2 separate regions of the Triticum aestivum genome follow, and region 2 is linked to region 1. Evidence: chromatin contacts called from public Hi-C data. All regions are on one chromosome and are shown on one strand. The core of a region is the stretch at or near the end of the contact, and the rest is flanking DNA. Distances in the headings are between cores, read along the strand shown. Region 1 holds the start of LOC123045878 (protein NRT1/ PTR FAMILY 4.5). Region 2 holds the start of LOC123045883 (COX assembly mitochondrial protein 2 homolog).

What was found. Hi-C and Micro-C count contacts between places; a contact is called where the count stands out from the background.
Region 2: a Hi-C map of leaf shows a contact between it and region 1, with 3 times the contacts expected there. The contact joins the promoter of LOC123045883 here to the promoter of LOC123045878 in region 1. A contact is called at or near these places in 2 of 5 Hi-C or Micro-C datasets (both in leaf).

The regions. Positions count from the first base shown.
Region 1 is chr2B:533,846,348-533,851,603 of IWGSC CS RefSeq v2.1, forward strand. It overlaps LOC123045878 (protein NRT1/ PTR FAMILY 4.5), which reads left to right and starts at 1,392. Exons shown (of 7, transcript XM_044469105.1): 1 at 1,392-1,765; 2 at 2,410-2,453; 3 at 2,868-3,006; 4 at 3,141-3,358; 5 at 4,515-4,955; 6 at 5,057-5,181. The coding sequence starts at 2,919. It overlaps LOC123045879 (protein NRT1/ PTR FAMILY 4.6), which reads left to right. Exons shown (of 4, transcript XM_044469107.1): 4 at 1-939. The coding sequence ends at 778.
Region 2 is chr2B:534,766,590-534,771,556 of IWGSC CS RefSeq v2.1, forward strand. It overlaps LOC123045883 (COX assembly mitochondrial protein 2 homolog), which reads left to right and starts at 3,590. Exons shown (of 4, transcript XM_044469112.1): 1 at 3,590-3,940.

The DNA of each region.
Region 1 (5,256 bases), core at 142-2,641:
CGAGGAGTTAACAAAGGCCATCACCCGAATGCTTCCAATCTTCATCAGCTGCTTGCTCATCTACCTGCCCTTCACGCTGCTAATGACACTAACGATACAAGTCGGCAGCACCATGGACAAAGGGATAGGCACGATCCAGATACCTTCCGCCTCTCTCATTGCAATCCCAACAGCATTTCACATGCTTATGCAACCATTCTACAGGCAGATATTGACGCCACTGCTAGAAAGATTTACAGGCCACACACACGGAATCACCCCACTGCAGAGTATCGGTGCTGGCTCGGCGTGCGGGGTAGCAGCAGCATGCCTTGCGGCGATAGTGGAAACAAGAAGGCTGACAGTCGCAGAGCAGCATGGGCCAACATCGACAGGAGCAGGCGTCCCGATGTCCGTGTTCTGGTTGGTTCTGCAATTCTTCCTGCTAAGCATCATGGATGCAGCATCCTTCAGTGGACTGATTGAGTTCATAAAGAGCGAGTCATCTCCGGAAATGAAGCTGATAGCACCGGCAGCGCAGTCCATCGTTGCTGGAATAGCAGCCTGGTTAGCAAGTGCCTTCATACAGCTAGCGAACAACGCGTCGCGACACGGCAATGGTGGAAGAGGGTGGCTAGATGGAGCAGACTTCAACAGGACACGCCTTGATCGTTTCTTCTTGTTGCTGGCAGCCATCGAGCTGGTGGCACTCATCAACTATGCTTTCTGGGCGAGGAGATATGCCAAGACGCAACGGAGCAGTGGTGCTGGATTAGTTGGTGATAGCTCTGAAAACTAAATAGCCAAGCATAGCGAGATACATAGGCAATAGGTGATAGACCAAATATTTTTTGATGAATTGTCTTAGTTAGCGTATCAGTGCTATACATACTGTAACTGAGAAATACTGTAATATCCACCAATCAATATTCAGCAGTGATCGATAAAATGTGTCATACAGATACGTTACCTTTCATTGAAAAGAAAAAAAAGAAGTGTCATCTCACCAAGTCATCGATAGATTCGTCGAACATCAAGGTGGAATCATGGTAGATGGGAGTAATTGGGTAAGAACCATTGTATATGCCATGTTCCCAAGTCGATACCCTCGCAGCCTCCCCGCTGAAGGCCTCACCGCGGCGGCACCCCAAACTAAACACGAAACGCGGTGGCCGGAAAGTAAAAGGGATAAAGCAGTTCAGATGGGGAGAAGGAGAACCTACCGCGGCGAGTCTCCGGCGAAGCGCGCGGGGACCAGAGGTGTCGGACAATGCGGGGACCGAAACGGCGAGGTGGACGGCTCGGCTCGGCGGGGGACGGCGGCGGCGTGAAGAAATGCAGGTGGGTAGTCCAGTTTACTGCGTCAGCTGGGACCAGCTTATCTGTCACACCGACGAGTGGGTCCCACCTGTCAGCATGTTCTTCTTGCTCCTCTTCCTCTTTCTCTCTCTCCTTTCCTGTTCGGCTCTTCCCCCTCACCAATCAATCACAACCGCCCGGCAGTTTTCAGGGTTGGCAGGGCGCGGGCAGAATCTACGTCTGAGGGCAGACAAGGAGTGCGGATGCGGACCGTGGCGGCGGCGGCGGCGGCGGCGGCTGAGCCGTTGGCTGCGGCAGCGCGATGGAGGGACTCGGTGGATTTAACCCACTCAGAGCCAGCCTCTGGCCACCGGCGCCCGCCCGGCGGCCACTCGCCCTGCCTCCGAGGCCCCGTATTCTTCCCATCGATCCCAGATTGAGGCGGAGATGCCGCGGAGAGAATTCAGCCCCCAGGAGAATGGGGAAGGTATGTTTTCAGTTTATGCGTGTCAAACTTGACATGCATTGCTTTGGCAGATTCTTGTTGCGGCATGTACAACATGACCATGTGGATAATGGTTAAGAACTCAACAACTGTATCTCTTTCTTCTTAGCTTTCAACTCTCACACATGACTTTACTGTTGCCGATATGTCGTTTTTTTTGTCGGACTGTTCGTGCTTGGCTGTGTGCATCCTCACTATGGAGAGGCCGGGTGTTGCTTATCATGCTTTATATCCGTTTGATGCTACATTTTGAGTTAATAAAAGTGCCCTTTATCAGAAAAAAAACTCTCACATGTCACAAGCATACGCATTCTTGTAGTAGGCACGACATCAGCAGTACACCATAACCTCACAAGCTAGATGGATACTTGGATATGGATGAAAATGATGCGGGGATGATGAATATACCACAAAGCTCATTCCATTTGGAAGTGTACGGCGTAGTTTGACTGTCCAAGCTCAAGCTCTGACCAGCAAGCAGTACAGCAGTGTGAACACAAAGTTGATACCTTATGCCATACATTTGCAAACAGGGTGGGGGGGGGGTATGATTTTTGTCTTGACTCAATGCATTGAGCACGGATTGATAATATTTTACGTCTGAGTTTTTATTACATTGTTGTCAGGTCGCTTTCATACGCGAGCCAAGCCTTCCAGTTCATAAGCTAAGGTGCACTACTTTAAAGGAAGTTAGCCTATCAAAGGACTTACTCTCGAAACAATTAATGAATAAGGAGCTAACTTACAACATGTTGCTATCAGGATGATGGCACACTGATATCAATATCTGCTAGTTGTTGATACTTATTGACTTCAATAGCCTCATTGTACATGCACCTAATCTTTTTTTTTCTACTTCATCATTGCTCAATGTCTTTTGTAATTCCCAAATTTTTAGTTAGTAGGAATTATGAACAATGGGAGTCAAATTATTGTTGATGGTTGATAAAATGGAAGTCAAATTAGTGTTGATAGTTGGTAAGAATGGCATTAAATATTTAAGAATGTTTGATTAATCCTGTTGATGCTGTCACTCCTTTGAATATGGATATCACCTGCTTATTTATACCCCTCTTATGGTCAGGGATGCTACGGGCAGGCAGACAGGCAGTGAGTAGGAGGAATAAGAGGCACCATGGCACTAGTAGGCTTTGTGGATTGGAGGGGAAACGCCATCAGGAAAGAGGTGCATGGTGGAGTCAGAGCAGCATGGTTCTTGTACGGTAATTCACTATACACCGAATCTAGTATGCAGACATTTATATATGTGTGGCCAAACAACATCTCACTGTTCTATTTTCAAGCTTCTGTTCTGAGTTCAAAACATTGAACCATTTTTTTGTAATCTCCCTTGCAGTTCTGACTGTGGTAACCAACGTGGTTATTATCCCAAACCTGCTGAATCTGGTTACTTATCTTCATGGAACAATGCATATGGGGGTCTCGGCCTCTGCAACTACAACCACTAATTTTTTTGGTGCCACATCCGGGTTTGCAATGATAGCAGCTTTCCTCTCCGACTCCTACATTACTCGCTTTAGAACAATGCTCCTCTTTGGTCCATTTATGTTTCTGGTAATATGATCTTCCTCTGTTCAGTCATCTGCACGATTTCTGATTTTCCTTATGATCCAATTATTATTTTGTTACCTACATGTTCTCTTTCTTTTTGTAACAAGAATTGTGCCCATGATAGAGATTAGAGAGTGTTAATAATACCTGTTGGGCTTTATCAAATAGTTTTTAAACACAAGTAGCTATGTCACCTAAAGAAGTGAATATAAAATCCTACCATCTTACTACCCTTGGATTGGTCCTAAAAATGATTACAAAATTGCTGCAAATTTGTCATAATTTTGATATACTTGTATTGTAATTATCCTAATTGTGATGTGAACCCACAAACATGAGTAAAACTGTTATCTGCTTTGATGAAGACTTTTCAGGAGCTGAAATGTATGGTACAAAATTGGAAGGGGTGAGGTGAGAATGGACTGTAAATAACTAAATATATTACTAAAACAGCTATGCTTCTCTAGCATATGGAGAAAATACTAAAACCTAGAACTGCCTTATATAATAATAGAAAAAAAATCAACCAACAGGAACTAGCACCCATGGTGTTTATATTTAGAACAACAACCGTGAGGCACCGCTGGGAGACCAGGCCTCGAACCTGAGTGGGCTGACCGAGCACAGAAGCCGATAGTTAACTGGATGATGCTCAGTTCTTGAGAACTGCCTTATAACTTAACATGCTCTAGTACAGCTCAATTCCTGACAAATAATACTTACTCTGGCATATCCTGGACCATTAGATCCACTTAATGTGAATATGACATATTTAGGGATGCCTTTTGGTGTAAAAGGCTACTACGCCATCTTCATTTTTGTCCTATCCTATAAAGCCTTACATTAACACCCTTCATGATGTTTACTTGTAAAAAAATACACCCTCCATCCGAAAATACTTGTCATCAAAATGGATAAAAGGAGATGTATCTAGAACTAAAATACATCTAGATACATCCCCTTTTATCCAGTTTGATGACGAGTATTTCCGGACGGAGGGAGTATATAATTTATGCAAAGTATTTTTCTCAGCCTCTAAAATTCCATTATACGGATGTCCACGAGTCAAATGTCACTGGCTGACAGCTTTTTATGCACCTTCTATAGGAAATTATATATATAATGCTATTGTGTTCTAATCAAACATGCATTTGTGCAGGGTTACGGATTGCTCGCACTGCAAGCCTACCTTCCTTCACTCCGTCCACCAGCTTGCAACATTGAAGCAGAGCTAAACAGCTGTGAAGTGGTCCATGGATGGAATGCTACCTTATTGTACACAGCCTTGTATATGACTGCATTTGGTGATGGTTTTATCCGTGTTTGCTTGCCATCCCTCGGAGCAGACCAATTTGACCATGAAGATCCCTCTGAGTCCCGCCAACAGTCCAGCTTCTTTAACTGGTATACCTTTGGAATCTCCTTTGGAGGTTTTGTAGGGCTGATTCTCATAGTGGGGATCGAGAACTACAAAGGGTGGGATATCGGACTTGGGGTGTGTGCCATCCTAATTCTGCTAGGATTGCTCATAGTCGCTGCCGGTTTCCCCTTCTACTGCAACCAAGTACCACAAGGAAGTCCTCTAACTCGAATACTGCAGGTTGTGCTACTACATATTCCTGGCTTACAACATAATATACCATCCCAATTCTCAGGAAATGTGTTAGAAACATTACTTAACTGCAATTTTGCCTCTCCCAGGTTCTTGTGGTTGCATTCAGGAACAGGAAACTTGAACTTCCTGAAAAACTTGAGGAAGCGAAGGAAAGCTGCACTGGGACAAGGGCATGTTCTGTTGATGCACTCGCTCAAACAAATAGTCTGAAGTAAGATTCAGTGAAATAATACCTTTTTCTGACTTTTGTGTGTACTACTTATCAAGTTGGCATAGAGAGTAGTGT
Region 2 (4,967 bases), core at 2,340-4,839, 920 kb after region 1:
CCCCTCACACCGTATCGAGCAATCAATGCAGCCCCCCCTTTTCCCCCGCTCGGGCTTTCCCCCAACTCGATGCGCGCCGGCAGTAGCAGTTTGCACAATTGCAGCACGGTTGCATCTCCCGCCGCACTGCCATCTTGCCATCCTTGTTGCGTTGCTGCCGGGATTAAAGCACGGACGGCGGTGGGTCCAGCACACGGTCGCCATGGTTGTATTTCTGACACCGGGCGGTTCCAGCGCGTGGTGACCATGGTTGCAACATCACCGGGATCCCCGTCTCCGTCTCGCTGCGGCTCATCGACTTACACTGTCGTGTTCAGGGAAGAAAATACCAAAGCAACAAATCCTCCATTTGTAGTTGAAGCAAAAAATTACTAGGTTCGAGCAAAAACTGAAGTTGGTTCCAGCAAAACAAACTAAATAGGAAGAACTCCCAGCGGGCAAATGTAGCAAAACAATAAGGTAGTTCCAGCAAAAACATACACTGGTTCCACCAGAAATCCACGTTGGCGGCGAGGGCGCGTTTGGCTCCAGCAAATTGTGTGGCCGATGGCAACAAAAACCGATGCCGGTTGCAGCAAAGGTTGCCGTCGAGTCCAACACAGATCATCGCAACCCACGGTCTGTTTCCACGGGGTGAAGACCTTTCGCCGTTTGAAGCAGCGGGGGCCACCGGTTCTAGCTCTGGGATGCTCGGTTGCAACAAAGAGGCCGTCATTGCGACCATGGGTTCTGCAGCGCATCCCATCGCCGTTGTAGCAGGTTGCAAAAACTAGCTGGCGGCGGCAGCTCGAGCACCGCACCTCTGATCACCGAAAGTCATCCCCCGCACAGATCCGTCGCCAGCTCGAGCACCACACCCCACTTTCATGGCCGGCTAGAAGGTGATTGATGGTAGGCCGCGGTGGGAGGCAGAGACATGGGGGAATAAATGGTGACCGACTCTGCGTGAGTGGATAAAGAAAGAGGGACATAGCGGTGGGCGTGAGGAATAAGATGCATGCGTGGCAGGTATGCGGGCCGCACGATTCACTTGGATCAAGCGAAGTGTGTGAGGCCGGCTTAAGTTCCGGCCGATCGTCCGGGTTTAATTGTCTCCCTTTACCTATCAGGCTAGATACAGAACCGGATATCAGATATTGAAATTGGATTCGGAGTAGGATATGGTACACACATTATCCCGCAGATGCCGGATATTCATTTTTAAGATCAGATTTTTTTAACATAGAAATACGCATATGCTCATACATACGCACATACACTCATCTCTATGAACGTGCACACACACATCCTAGTCTGCTCTCACTGAACGCGCATCGTCCAAAGGCCTGAAATAAATCCAGAAAAATTCGAACACCAATGTCAAGCCTAAGACTTAAGACCTGATGGGTTTGGGATACCACTATCCTAATCATCCAAGCACATGTTGGTTCGCATTAAGATCAGGGACCTCCTATACGACGCATTTTGCGTCACATAGGAATCCGACGCAAAGCGGGTGTGCTAACTGGGCCGGCCCACACGGTGCGAGGTGGGAAATGATGAATGCGAAATCTCTATGAACGTGCACACACACATCCTAGTCTGCTCTCACTGAACGCACATCGTCCAAAGGCTTGAAATAAATCCAGAAAAATTAGCTGGCGGCGGCAGCTCGAGCACCGCACCTCTGATCGCCGAAAGTCATCCCCCGCACAGATCCGTCGCCAGCTCGAGCACCACACCCCACTTTCATGGCCGGCTAGAAGGTGATTGATGGTAGGCCGCGGTGGGAGGCAGAGACATGGGGGAATAAATGGTGACCGACTCTGCGTGAGTGGATAAAGAAAGAGGGACATAGCGGTGGGCGTGAGGAATAAGATGCATGCGTGGCAGGTATGCGGGCCGCACGATTCACTTGGATCAAGCGAAGTGTGTGAGGCCGGCTTAAGTTCCGGCCGATCGTCCGGGTTTAATTGTCTCCCTTTACCTATCAGGCTAGATACAGAACCGGATATCAGATATTGAAATTGGATTCGGAGTAGGATATGGTACACACATTATCCCGCAGATGCCGGATATTCATTTTTAAGATCAGATTTTTTTAACATAGAAATACGCATATGCTCATACATACGCACATACACTCATCTCTATGAACGTGCACACACACATCCTAGTCTGCTCTCACTGAACGCACATCGTCCAAAGGCTTGAAATAAATCCAGAAAAATTCGAACACCAATGTCAAGCCTAAGACTTAATACCTGATGGGTTTGGGATACCACTATCCTAATCATCCAAACACATGTTGGTTCGCATTAAGATCAGGGACCTCCTATACGACGCATTTTGCGTCACATAGGAATCCGACGCAAAGCGGGTGCACTAACTGGGCCGGCCCACACGGTGCGAGGTGGGAAATGATGAATGCGAAAAAAGAAGAGTTGTTGAGATTCGAACCTGCGACCGCACACTCATTTGTGCGAGTGCTGCTAGCCAAAGCGCCTTTCGAGTTCTACTGACGGAAGTACAACACGATACTAGAAGACCTAAATCCAGCCGCAAAACATAGCACTTGAAAACAGTCACGAGCAGATTTCCAAAAAATGGAGCAAAAAATTGTACTTCCAAACAATCTTGACAAACACAACCAAATGTTCAAAATTATGAATACATTTTGATTTTGAACAAAAAATTGGAAATCCCGAACATTTTTTGAAATCAAGAACAAAATTTCAACATGGGATTTTTATTAAAATCCCAAATATTTTCTGAATTTAGAGAACAAAATTTGACCATGGGGACAAAAAAATAAAAATGCCGAACATTTTTTAATTTAGACACTTTTCTTTAAATTCGAGACCAAAAGTTTAACATGGGAACAAAAATCGAAAATCCCAAATATATTTTGAATTTGGAGAACAAAATTTGAAGTAAAGGAACAATTTGAAAATCCCAGACAAATTTTGGGAACACGAATAATTTTTTAATACATATAAAAATGGAAACTGTTTAAAAAATTTGAAAATTCTATATGTTTTATGAACATTCGGTTATTTTTTGGAAAGAAGCAAACAAAACTTCTGAACACTTTTCCAAATTTCTGAACAAAATTTTTAAAAAAGGTTTTTTTTTTAATTTCGAATAATATTTTTGAAATTTCAACATTTTTTAATTTCCTATATATTTTATAAAAAGTAAAAATAAAAAGCAAATTGGAAACAAAGACAATAAAACCGGAAAGAAAAAACAGTTAATAAATTAAAAGAAAATCATAAAAAGAAGAGAAAAGTAAAATGAAAACAAAAAAAAACAGAATAGAAAAAAGCCAGTTCAAGAACTTCCTAGAAGTTTCAAAAACCATAGAAAACCGGCTGGAAACCTCTGAAAAGGTTCCCAAAACCGGGAACGCTGAAATGCCTAAACGGGCCGGCCCAATCCTAACGACCAATGCGAAACATGACGCAAAGTGCGTCAAATAGGGATTTTTTTAAGATCAGATTGTCCGATCCGACCAATTCGTAAAAATCCATTTTCAGTCCAATGCCCCCCATGCAGCTTTGTCTCGGAAAAGCCCACTACTGCCCACGCATCAACGAGCTGATAAAAAAGAAAAACACCGAACGAGGTCTCGCCGATCTAATCTCCCACACACACACACGAGCACACGACACACGACGGCGCGGCGGGGCACGCCTGCTACGTCCGTACTTCGCTGGTCGCCGTCCACAGTTCCACCCAGCGAGCGTCCTCCTTCACCGGCCTCTCTCTGCCGTCGACGCCTCGCCCCTCCTTGCTCACCAATTCTCATCTGCGGAGCCGCCTAAAGAGAACGAGCGGCCGCTCCGGCCACCGGCTAGATCTGCAGCACCATCACTCCACCAGCCCACCCCCGTGATCTACCTGCTGTCGCCGGCCCTCTCTCCCTCTGCAGCACCACCAACTGAGGTGGAGTTCAACAGTGAGCACTTTTCCCCTCCACTCCTTTTCTGCAAGGTTGTATTCAAGAACTGTTTTTTGAAGCTTCTCCTGTAGCTGTAGTTCTCATGATGTGATGGTGCTACATTTTGCAAATCAAACACGAAGATAGAACAAGAAAAATTGTAGGTTCCATGTCAGTGTATGTGTGTGTATCACAAATTTAGGATGGCATAACCTGCACTGCATGTCTGATCTAGTGTTCTTACAAAGTGTTGCTGTTGTATTGTCAATTATAATTACTCGAAATTGTCAAGGAAGCAAATCTCTAGTGGTGATGAGGATTGAGGATAACCAAGTTTACCTTGCTTCCATTATTTATCCAGCTTGGTAAGCTAATTGCTTCAGTTAGTATGATTAGTAATGTCAAAACATATTTTTCATGAAAATGAATTGTATTGCTTCATGATGTTAAGTTTTTTTCAGATTATCCTCAATTGAAAATGAATTGCATTGCTTCATGAAAATCATTGTACTATTGATATCACATTTTTTCATGAAAATGAATTGCATTGCTTCCATTGAGGATAACCGAGTGTTTGCTGCTTATAATAATTAATATCATCGACTGCGACTGATTTTGATATTACTTGCCACAGAAACATAATTAACATAAACTGTAGACACCAAATTGGACTCAATTGACAAGTTTACATGCCTACGTAAAGCAAAGACAGAATACAAAACTTTCTTGGGCTGTAACAAATTTGATTATAGAATCACAACTCAAAACAATACAAATCAAGTAAACAACTAGCCATGACTATAAGTTTGCAACTACCAACCATTGTTTTTAAGGCGGTAAGGCGAGGCGAGGCGCTGGGGGGGGCGCCTCACTGCCTAAGCGCTAAGGCATAAGGCGAGGCGACGCCTTAGAGAGTTCTATCTTCTATGCAACAGAATTAAGTAGAATTTGGTAGGCATTAGGCAACTAGGCATACAGCCATACACAGCTTGCTGCTGCCTGCTGCCTTGGAGAGGTGCTGCTTGCTTGCTGTCCTGGAGGAGGG